2 separate regions of the Mus musculus genome follow, and region 2 is linked to region 1. The links are chromatin contacts, called in public Hi-C maps. All regions are on one chromosome and are shown on one strand. The core of a region is the stretch at or near the end of the contact, and the rest is flanking DNA. Distances in the headings are between cores, read along the strand shown.

The links. Hi-C and Micro-C count contacts between places; a contact is called where the count stands out from the background.
Region 2: a contact with region 1 is called in a Hi-C map of the N1E-115 cell line, with 4 times the contacts expected there. The contact joins two enhancer-like sites. A contact is called at or near these places in 1 of 15 datasets of contacts at CTCF or cohesin (the NIH/3T3 cell line) and 5 of 484 Hi-C or Micro-C datasets (the HPC-7 cell line, the N1E-115 cell line, cortical neurons and 1 more).

Annotation. Positions count from the first base shown.
Region 1 is chr7:91,455,352-91,460,887 of GRCm38.p6, forward strand. All of the region lies in intron 2 of Dlg2 (discs large MAGUK scaffold protein 2), which reads left to right. Among named protein-coding and RNA genes, the nearest start is that of Gm24552, 220 kb to the left of the region's middle. Within about 2 kb of position 2,095, at least 4 of the 459 cell types and tissues checked have an H3K27ac peak or open chromatin away from gene starts, as enhancers often do. A contact at or near this core is called in the N1E-115 cell line, where this site is marked.
Region 2 is chr7:91,685,662-91,691,980 of GRCm38.p6, forward strand. The region is part of intron 2 of Dlg2 (discs large MAGUK scaffold protein 2); the gene reads left to right. Among named protein-coding and RNA genes, the nearest start is that of Gm32353, 270 kb to the right of the region's middle. Within about 2 kb of position 4,365, at least 11 of the 459 cell types and tissues checked have an H3K27ac peak or open chromatin away from gene starts, as enhancers often do. A contact at or near this core is called in the N1E-115 cell line, where this site is marked.

The DNA of each region.
Region 1 (5,536 bases), core at 845-3,344:
GCCATAATAGACACAGATAGACTGTTTAACACAATAAGCAAGTACAGTATAAAGCTTCATTCTGGTCCTGGAATCAAAAGTAGTCAGATTCAAATACCATGAATAAATATCATTCTTCAAATAAAGAAAAATGGAAGAATTCATCATTTCTATTGATATCTTATTATTTATTGAGTTGTATGAATGCATATTATAGAAATATTCTAAGCTAGAAATTTGGGGCAAATTACTTTGTGTAGCACTACCTGGGCCCTGCTATCTTGGGGTTTGTTACATTCATTCCAAATTTACTGTGGTGATATAAATCACCACTGGGATTTTGATCAAACAAATACACATTAGAGTCCAAATTTGTCATTTCCAGTTTGTCTAACTTTGGGAAAAATGACCAGCATTTCTGAGATGTCATTAACCTATGTATTAAGAAAATATTTTGTTGTGTTATTTGACTCACTCTTTTAATCGTCTTCAACTTCATCCCATATAGTGTTTTCTGTGTGATGCTTTGAGTTATAAAGTACTTGTCTTCAAGTTTCTTACATGCTTTAGTTAGACACACAGGTATGGAGATTAACGTATATAGTATGTCATGTTATATGCAGTAAAATAGAAAAGAAGAGGCAAATCTTTCTAAGACCTTGAATTATAACCTTTTAAAATATTTATTTATTTATTTATTTATTTATTTATTTATTTATTTTAGCTCACTGGGGCTGGATAGGAGGTGAATGTGATCAGAGATTGAACTGTAGATGAGATTTGTAGAAGCTAAGGAGAAAAGGTCAAAGTTGCCATTAACTCCAATAATCATGTCAATATTCAATGGTTCTGAGAACTGAAGGTGCTTACCTGAATAGGGAAGAGAGGGGAAATGATGATAGCAAATATAGAGAGTTGGGTGAGTGCACAGCATGTGACAGAGTGAGGCAGAGGGGTGGCAAAAGCAAAGAATGACCTTTGGTGGAGACTGAACTTCATTTTGTAAGTAACAAGGGATGACTGCAAAATTTATAATGGAGAATGACATAGTCCTGCTTGCAAATTACACAATTATTCATGTGGTGTTGTAGAAAAACTGGAAAAGAGTGAGATCACAATCAAGGACATCTCATAGAAGGCAAGGTGATGAGCTCAGAGATAAAGTGGAGGCACCGAGCATGGAGACCATGAATTTGACAGTTTGTCTAGAAAATATATGATGTCTCATATACAGGACTCTGAGACATACTAAATCATGAAGGTAGAAGAAAGAAAGGTGGAGATTAAATAATGCTTTCCTTTTGACTAATTAGGTAAAGACGTATATGAAATAAATTAAAATCGTCCCCCTATGAAAGTCATTAATAGAGAATTTGTCTGGCATATGTGAAGCCTCAGATATCAAAGAGGAAGAAGATGAAAAGTCTAATAGAGAATTAACAATACAGACATCTTTTCTGTAGTGCAAGCTGGGAATATGAGTAGAGTTGCTCAAAAGGAAGAGAAATGCAGAGGACTGAGATACAGGATCCACTCTCAGCATCCAGGACTTTGTGGAGAAAGAAGGACCTACTGAGATCAGGAAGCAGCAAGTCCCATCACAGTGATTGGCTGGTAGTAATATCTCCAGTTTTTTACTGAGGCTAAGTAATTCTCCTCAAAAGGAGCCAGGTCCTGTGTACAAGAATATATCCTTCCACCAAAGATTGTGTTGGTCAAGCAGTATCTGCTTCATAAGTAACATGGTACCTAATCAATACTTTGACCATAGAAACAAACAAACAACAAAACAAACAAGCAAACAAAAACAAAAAACAAACTGAAAACAACCAAAAGTTGCACGTGACCCCAGAAGTCATGAGGTCTTCAATTTCAGCTGCTAAAAATTAGTGTTCATTTGTATTTCTAGATTTGGCATTTGTAGTAATGCCAGTGATTTGAAAAATGAAGCTGATTCTTGCCATTTTGCAGCATTAGCAATTACAGAAAACAAAACCCATTCACTTCTGTCTCTTGCCACTAGATGGCGGAAGCAGCTGAGCTGATGATTGTGCAAGCCTCTGTTCTTATGGGAAGAAGCTGACATCTATGAGGCTAAATTGAAAAGCATGTAGTTAAGAAAGACACCAGAAGGGGTTGGCAGAATTTTGCATACTTGTGATAATGCATTTTTTTTCTGTGCCCAGGCCTGGTAAGAAGAGCTGGCTGAGAGGTACATGGCCTGGAAAATATCTGTACTGAACCAGAGCACCAAAGCTCCTGGTTGGAATTCTGAGCAAATGAAACTTATCTTTACTTACGGGTTTTTTTGTTTTGTTTTGTTTTGTTTTGTTTTGTTTTGTTTTGTTTTGTTTTGTTTGTTTTGTTTTGTTTTTTTTTGTTTTGTTTTTTTTTGTTTTTTTGTTTTTTTGTTTTTTGTTTTCAAATTGGAAAGTGTCACAGCAATTTATCCTAAATATCTTAATTCTTTAGGCCAGATGTTGAAAGTAGGGGGAAAAAAATTAAGGCAAATAAGACCTACAGTTGCTTTTCACAATTCAAGAATTCTCTCTAGGGTTTAGAGAGATGGCTCATGCTTACAGCACTTGCCTGTAAACAGGAGAGCATGAATTCCATCAGCCATCAGCGTGAACCTTCCTAATTGACAGGGTCTAAAACAGTGTGAGACCCTGTCTAAGTAGAGCTTCATGGCAGTCCTGAAGTTGCCTGGCTTCCACATACATGTCAATAGAATGAAGCCCACAATGGGTTTTTTATGGCTTTTGAAAAATGGGTTAGAAGATAGTACTCAAACTTCCTATTTCTTTCATCTACATAAAAGTAATAACAATGGTTTTATAGATACACTAAATTGCTTTACTTATATGTATGTATATATCAAAGGCACACCAATTTTTAAAACAAAAATTTCTTATAATAATCTCTAATGAGTATTAATAGTGATCATTTATGCAAATATTCCTAAAGAGTTAACTCCGTTATTATTATAACTTCTCTAAAAACTAAACTCTCACTACTGCCAAGGCTTCTGTTATAATTAGAAAAAAAAATTACTAAAGCCCACAGAAGCTCTTTTGTCAATGTGAGATATCTCTTGTTGTTGCTAGTGGTGCTGGTGGCATTAATGCCTTTAAATTACCCACAATTCCTAATACATCTTCCTTTTAAACAATAAACTAGTTGTATGCTTTGAGTAAGAGTGCTGTCCACTATTTCTCCTTTCCAAAGGTCTATATAAATTATTTGAAACTAACACATTAAACAATTAATATACATCAAGATTAATTTGAGTTGAGGAAACTTTTTTTTTTCAGTTTTCTGCTAGCTAGTCCAAATAATGTACCACAGGTATAATTTAGAGAAGTAAAGGAGTTTAACATTTTCTGGGTTTCAAGAATGCCTCTGTTACTGACTAGTATGACCTATTATAAAACATACTAACATATTCCCTAAAGTATACAATAGGGCAAGACTCAATCTGTAATAAAGATTACTACATATCCAATACGAGAATTATTTCGAATAGTCCTTCACACCTAACAGGTGCCCAGTAATTTATAATTATTTTTCCATTAAATAAACACAAAAGACACATGTAAGAACAATCTAAATTTAACATTATAAATTCTGGACTAAAAATAGATGCTAGATCTTATCATTTCCCTATCTTTCTGGTCCTTGAGATAATGACATTATAGTATATTCTCATACTATAGAGATAAGCAAGTATGTACTAGCCAAGTAGTCATCTTTTCTTTGCAACTTTATGTCACTTTGGCTAGGTCAAAAAAAAAAAAGTACAGCCAGTGAATTGAGCAGTGAATTGAGGGCATACAACTGTTTTCTTTTCTTTTCTTTTTTTTTTTTTTTGAGTATTCCAAATAAGAATTTACTAAAACATAAAGAAACATACCCTTTGGAAGCTCTCAGAGATGTGAAGACACATATGCATATGTGTCATTTATGACCCTCCTTATGATTTAGGAAAATGAATACAAAGGTTAGGAAGCAATTCTGTGTTCAAAGTTATTACCTAAGACACGTTGGTCATAAATATAGCTAGTGTGGTGACTGAGTTTCAGATTGTTATATTATCAGCAAATGAGTGCCATACGATCTGAAGACAGAAGGAACAATGGAAATAATTAAAGTCAGGCTTTCCATAGGGCATCTGACCTATAAATACTTGCAAAATAAATCTAATGAGAAAATAAAGATTAGAGTAGAAAATGGAATATACCATAAAAGATGCTCATGTCAGTGTGTAGATATATAACAGACCATATTGCCAGATGCATTTCTTGCTGGGAGGAGAGTAAGGATGTCTGAAGCCTACTGAGTTGTCCCAACTTCCCCATGCTCTAAGTGATCAGGGCAGAGAACAGAAAGAAATTATTGTGCCCAAAAAATGAAGCTAAAGGATTCCCCAAATATACATTGGTTAAGACCAGCAGAACCTGAACATGATTCCATTATAAGGGGTTTCTTTTTCTGGTGTCTGCAGTGGCTGCATTATAGATGATTGCATTATGTAAAGCCATGGTTCTCAGACTCCATAGGAATTTGAATCTTCCAAATGGCCCAGCCTATTTCTTCTAACACGCAGCCATATATTTCTAGACCTTTGTCTGTGACTTGCACATTGACTTTGGAGAACTCTGGATCCTAAATTCCATTTGCTGAGTGATTGCCGTACATGGGCTTAGCGCTCTGTGTACACGATGAGAAATAAAATAAGTAAGAGCTCAAGGCCTGTTCTGTGAAGAACAACAGGCACAACAATGGGGTGTGTAAAAATCATATGAGCAAATAGTATTTCAGAGACAGGTTGCTTTCCTTGGTAGGAGTACTTGAAGAAAATCCACACAATATATATCCAAGAGAGAATTGGGGGAAATGGAGGTGAATATAATCAGGGCACATTATGTGAAATTCTCAAAGAATTAATAAAAAATATTTTTAAATAGAAAATTATTTGTGTGTGTGTGTGATATAAAAAATGCATGATAGTGAAAGTGGAAGTCACATGTTCCCTGTTTCAAAGGAGCTACATGTATGTTGTATGCTGATTCAACACAAGTACTGCTCCAGTGTCTGTTCCCTAGGCTAGCTGACTTGCCAAAAGTTTTCTGAAGGAATAGGATTTGTTGCTTGTGAGCTGAGTAAACATTGAGTATATTAGGGTTTCTTGCCAGTTTTGGATCAAAGGTAAGCACATGTCAAATATGTTCAAGAAGGGCTTATTAAAGTCATGTTAACATATAGGCCAGCAAGATGGACCAGTACATAGAAGTGCCTGTTACCAAAACTAAATGAGTCTCATCCCCAGGACCAACATGGTGGAAAGAAAGAACTGACTCCTGCAAGGAGTCTTCTGCCCTTCATGCATGTGTCATGTCCTATTCCTGTCTAAATAAGTACCTAAATAGGCACTTATAATGAATTCCATTTGTATACATAACACTTAGGAAAATAGCCTTCCAGGGTGGCCATCAATGGCTAATCAGCAGTTGGATACATATGGAAGACTAGGACACTTATGAGATTCAGCTTGAAA
Region 2 (6,319 bases), core at 3,115-5,614, 230 kb after region 1:
AAGCAAGAAACTGATTCCTGTCCCACAGAGCTTAGAATTCATTGCCAAATTGCTTCTAAGGAGGTTTACATATGTATAACCCTGCCTTCACGGGAGCGTATGAATGTGTCTTTCCTCCTGTGCATTTAGTCATTTAACCTTTATAACATTCGTTTTGAATCTGGTAAAATAAAAAGGGCATGTCACTAGTAATTTAATTTGTCTGCTTTGTTAATTAGGACAAGCATGTTCTGTGCCTTGGTAGGTGACTATATTACTCTGCATAGCCCTCTCTATTAGCTCCTGAAATAGTAGTTTAATACATGTCTTGTTGATCTACTGAATGGATGAGGGAAGTGGGCATGGATAGGTGAATAAATGGATGCATAAAGGAGAACAGTTTCTGTTTAAGAATTCTAGTGACAGAAATTTCCAACTATTCCAAACATAGGAACATAGGTTATACTTCACTAAGTTAGTGGGTAACCTTGCTTTCTTGTCACTATGCCCTTTTCTTGAGCCTGTCCTTTGGAAAGAAAGAGCATGGCCATTTTGTCTTTTCACCCAGCAGAACAAGGCGAGGTAGCTTATATGAGTGACAGATGTGATGGTCATTAATATAACAGGCAGATATACACAGGCTATTTCCCTGTGTCTAGAGAATTTGCTGAAGAGTCCACATAGACGTTAAATTGACAGTAGGAAAACTTGAGGAAATGGGTATGGAGAAAGCCTTGGGGAAATGTCCTCATTTAATGTGGTTATCTATGGGTAAGAGTTGAGAGATGCTAGGCAGTAGTAGCACAGACTTTTAATTCCAGTAAACAGGAGGCAGAGGAAGGCAAATCTCTGTGTTTGAGGCCAGTCTGGTCTACAGAGTTCCAGGACATCCAAGGCCAGATAACAAAACCTCGTCTAGAAAAACAAGCAAGCAAGCAAGCGAACAAACAAACAAAAAACAGTTAAGTGAAATTTATATATGAATGAGATTTGTATGGGGCAGAAGCACAGAAGTTCTGTCACTGACTTTCAATAGAATTAAATTATAGAATGACAATATAAAATTTTAGTCATAAAAAACACTATTCTTACACTGTTGTCGTGAATATATATATTTTTTAAAAAGCTTATGGTTCCTGAAAATCTGTGGATTTCTTTTATCAAAATATCCTCTGGTTGTTCTCTCTCTCTCTCTCTCTCTCTCTCTCTCTCTCTCTCTCTCTCTCTCTCTCTCTCTGTGTGTGTGTGTGTGTGTGTGTGTGTGTGTGCGTGTGTGAGAGAGAGAGACAGACAGACAAGAGACAAACAGAGACAGAGAGACAGGAGAGAGACACTCAGAGAGTCAGAGGTAGAGAGACAGAGAATCAGAGAAAGGAAGGAAGGAAGGAAGGAAGGAAGGAAGGAAGGAAGGGAGGGAGGGAGGGAGGGAGGGAGGGAGGAAGGAAGGAAGGAAGGAAGGAAGGAAGGAAGGAAGGAAGGAAGGAAGGAAGGAAGGAAGCAAGGACCAATAAATCTTTAGTTTGGAGAGAAATTTTGGCTTCTAGGACAGGAAGCTTAAAAGTAAGCAGAAGGTGTAATGTAGGTTGAGAAATGAGCATAGATCTAAAGATTCTCTTCAGTTTGTGAAAGCACCCCTGTGCTTGGGAGCTCCTAGTAAACTTACACTTATTATTTCCCAGTAAATTTGGTAGAATGGCAGTATAATAGCTGGCATGACAACAGCTCTCTCACCTTGGGCTTCCAGATGATCCTCACAGGTTTCCTTTCCCATCTAGCCTGCAGGCAAACCTCTCCTACAGTCATCTTGAGCTGCCAGGGCTGAAATCAGGATTCACCCTCAGCTCTAGACCTTCCTACTCCCAGAACCCACAAGAATTAATCACTATTAGTTAACACGGAATTAAATTTCAGAGCATCTCAAACATTTGCATTTTTGCATTTCTACTCCGAGTCTATTCACAATTGCTAGCAGTGTTTGGTTACCTTGGACCCATTGTGAATGTTGTCGTTACCCCATTTATCACTGAGAAGTTTTCCCTAATTTAACATTCAGCTCTACTCATATTACTTAGTGGTTTAAAAACAAATTATTTAAAGTGGCACTTCCTTTTAAGTACGAGCTAATGTGTGGACAAAGCAAGCATGTCTGGAAATGTCAAGAATCCATGGCGGAGTGAGAACAGCAAGTGCTTGTTTCTTTCTTATTAAAGGATTCCCCCCCGCCCCCCCGCGAGTCCTTCATCTCTAAAAGAGATGAGTCAAATTCCTGAGATATTTCCTTTATGTGCAATGATGACCTGTTTTTTAATGATAATTAAAATCATGGAAAACAGATTGGCAAACATTTTCTTACAAACTGTGTGTGTGTGTGTGTGTGTGTGTGTGTGTGTGTGTGTGTGTGTGTGTGTATTACTTAGAAGCACAATGAAACTTTCTTTCAGTTTGTATTAAGCATGAGTTCAGACCTCTCTCCAGCCACTCCATTGTGCTTAGATCCTGACCAATCACCCACTGTTCTCTGATCCCAGAAGCCACTATGTACTCTCCTGGTAATTCCTTCCTCTGTCCTTAATAACACTCTCTGTCTCTCTGCTTGATTTAATCACATTCAGCATTGAAGGATCATCTCTCATGGGTCTTTTCTGAGGCTTTCTTTTCTCTGTGATTCCAGCAAATGTTGTCCAGATGCCTGCTTTTCAGTTATCACTGTGATTACTTACTGCTTGCTTCATCCTTCACACTACAAACTTTGTAAGATCACCAAGTGTTTATTCCTTGGCTCTTAGAGCTAAGCTAGAAGATGACAATTTGTAAATTGTGGAAAATCCTATATTTTCAAAACTTGGTAGAGAGGGATTGGTGCTATTTTAGGCAAGGCAGGATAGAGAATAACGTCTTATATGGTGATTACTCCCTAAAATGCAGTGTGTCCCCTGAAAGCCCAAATAATCAGTCTGATCATTTAAGAGAATACAAAAATCAAAAAATTGACACACACACACATATATTTGAGTATGGATATTTCTATTTATGTGACAATATCTATTTCACACACACACACACACATATATATATACACATATATACATAGAGAGAGACATGCATTATATAAATATGTGTGTATACATTTGTGTGTATATATTCACTCTATGTAAAAATCGTGTATTTTGGTGTCACATGAATAGAAATGCACATGTTCAAAATTACCAGTGTTAATTTGTTCAGTCACTAACATACATATTTATGGATTTATGAATTACATGAGATCCCTATCCCTATTGTTGACAATGTGTACAATAGGTAAATAGTGGGAAACAATCAACAAATAATATTTCTTTAGATAGAGAAGCATTACTAAAAATCCAGTAAGACAATATGGTGTGGTGATTAGGTTAGAAAGTGCTTCTTTAAATAGATGTTAAAGTGAGGCAGGAGGAATTAATAGGGAGGAAACAATTCAGTTGACAACTGAGAATGAAAGTGTAAAGGAAGAAGCCCTGTGAAGAGCCTTAGCTGATATCATAAATAAGAGAAGAAAAGGGTTACAAGATGCCCTAGGGTTATATACATGTGATATATTTTTGTAATGCAAGAAAGCCAATGTGAAGAAAAGAAATTATAGATGTGAAGGGATGGAAGTTGGAGAGTTAGGTAAGCTTAAGACATGTAGTCTTCAGAGCTCATGAGGATATTTCATTAAGATTAAGTTAACAAACCACCTTTATGGAAAGACACTCCATAATTTAATGAACATAGTGATGTTGAGTTTTCAGGAGAGTAATTGAAATGCAATTTAATGGTTAAGATTCAAGAAGAGTGCTGTAGGCCTGTGGTATTATTCAGTCTTATCTTTTAGGGGTTGATATTGGTTATATTCTTTATGACATTCAAAAAGATTCAAATAAAATCTCTTTTACCTTTAACCTTTGAGTTAATTTCAAGACAGTAATGGTCAAGTCATATATTCAGGAACCAGCTTCAGTCAGGAGGAACATATAGTTCTGTTGTAGCAATTCTGAAGCAAGGGATAGAATGGATTTAGAAATTGGAAGGTTTGAAAGTGTCCTCTCATCATGAGATGCCTGCAGGCAGAGTGTTCATTATCCTATCACAACTGTATCAAAGAAAACTGCAGTATGTCAGTGGCCTTGACAGGATAAATAAATGATTTTCTAAACAGCTCTTTGTTTCTGATCGGTTCATAAACTGTATGTTTAATTCCAAGGTCAGCAGAAATCACATCCTGGCAGGCTGTGTTAAGTAACCTGAGTCTTGCAATTTGGAGTCATGGTCAGATTTATGGTTCAGAGGAGAATGAGTAGAATAGGTCAGTGGAAAGATACAGACTGGAAATTAAGAGACCTGGACTCTCATAGATGGGTCATCGTAGCCTTTGAATCACCCTAGGCATGTTGCAGAATCATAGTTTCTGCAGTCAACCATAAAATGGGGGAGTTAGACCAGATGAAAACATGACTCATGTTTCACTATATCCTATTGCAATGATTCATGGTGATTCTCTAAACCATGAGCAAAATAAAAAAGAGAGGAGACTATAGGAAAACCCCTTAAAAAAGAATCTGGGAAAAATTAGTAATGGATGAATAATGAAGAAAAATAGGTATCCCATATATCTTGATAATTTATAGCCTGGGAATTTGATGGTGATGGGTGCTTTATGTTACTGACTCATAATTATTTAATATCTATGCTTAGTCAAGCATTTTTTCATGTATAATTATCTTAATTTATGTTGAACTCTATATTGGTAAGGTTGGTCATCTTATCTCCAGTTGTAGATGAAGATATTGACTTATAGAAGCAAAATAAGTTGCTGAAATTTATACCAAAGCAAGGACTAGACTTGTGTTTGGGCCACAGGTTTTCATACCAAAGAATTAATCTTTCTAAATTTTATTTTGATGCTTATGAAGATTATGGGGTGGGAGGAAGGTATTTATCTGTGAACAGGTGTAGTTCATGTGAGTGTAGGTGGCCATAGAAACCAGAAACCATCAGATTCTCTAGAGCCAGAGGCAGTGTGAGCCTCAGGTCTTCTGGAAAACTCTGGAAGATCCATAATATCGAGTGTGTTCTTAATCCTTTATTACCACATTAAAAAGGGAGACACACTTAACTGCAGATTCATTTCTCCATCCCCTGTTCTATACAAGTTTTATAGGCTCACATGTATTGATGTTATCTTTATTTTTCGCATACATGACAAATATAAAATGATTATATTTTAAACTTATTTGAACCATCACACCATTCAGAAATCCATTAATAGATTTCTGTAAATATAGTGGCTCCAAGGAGGAAGTAGAAACAAAATACTGCTCAAAGTAGTTAAAGCTTTCCTTGAAGTTCTGTGCTGCATTTTTTAAGAGAGGGGGTATATATTTTTCTTTATAAATCATGATCTTTTAACAGGAGTAAATATGACAAATTATGAAATACAAGCAGTATTTTAGTTTCTCTGAAATCTGTAAGATAAATGAAGCTGATTTAAGCATAGGTAATCTAAACTTGGACTAGTGTTCAGTGTAGCAACTACTGATGTTCTACCCAAAGGACAATCCATTGTCCTCGAAACACAACAGGTAATATCCATAATATTCTGTGTGTCCTTAGTCCTTTATTGCCACATTGAAAAGGGTGATCTTGTGTTCCTAAATTCATGTAGTTTCTATGATGGACAAGATATAAAAAACTAGATAATTATTAATTCTGCATAATAATTGTAAGATGTAAACCTACACTCCTTGATATATTAAAAGCTGAGTGCTTATTCAGCAGGATAAACCTCATCCAGAATGCAGAGTGAAACTTGAAGCTGTGACGGCAGCAATTGTTTCTATTTGTTTCTAATTTATTTCTAATTGTTTCTATTTGTATCCTATAAAATGTACCTCCTTCCAAGTTAAAGGCATGCACGAGTAGATGAGTCGTGGGAAATGTTGTATACCCTCAAGTTTGCCACCTCAATCTGCTACAGGGGTGGTTGACATGTTGACATGCAGCTCTTCCTTCTGGTGGTGACTATGATACAGGTTGAGAAGGAGAAATGGCATTAGATAAGATGCCTGTGTCATCTTTTCCTGTTTTCTTCCTTTCCAGTAGAACAACTAGCATGATTGGTGAGATCTTGCTAGTCTTTTCAACAATGTCTTTTAAATTAGGTGTGATTGTTTCTGATGAGGACTAGACTGTCCACATAATCATCTCTCCATCTCAGCAGCGGCTGGGCTTCCTTTACCCTCCTCCTGTTGGATCTCATTACATGAAGTTTCCTTACATCACAGGACCTGTGAGCCTTCTGCATTGATTTCACAGTAAG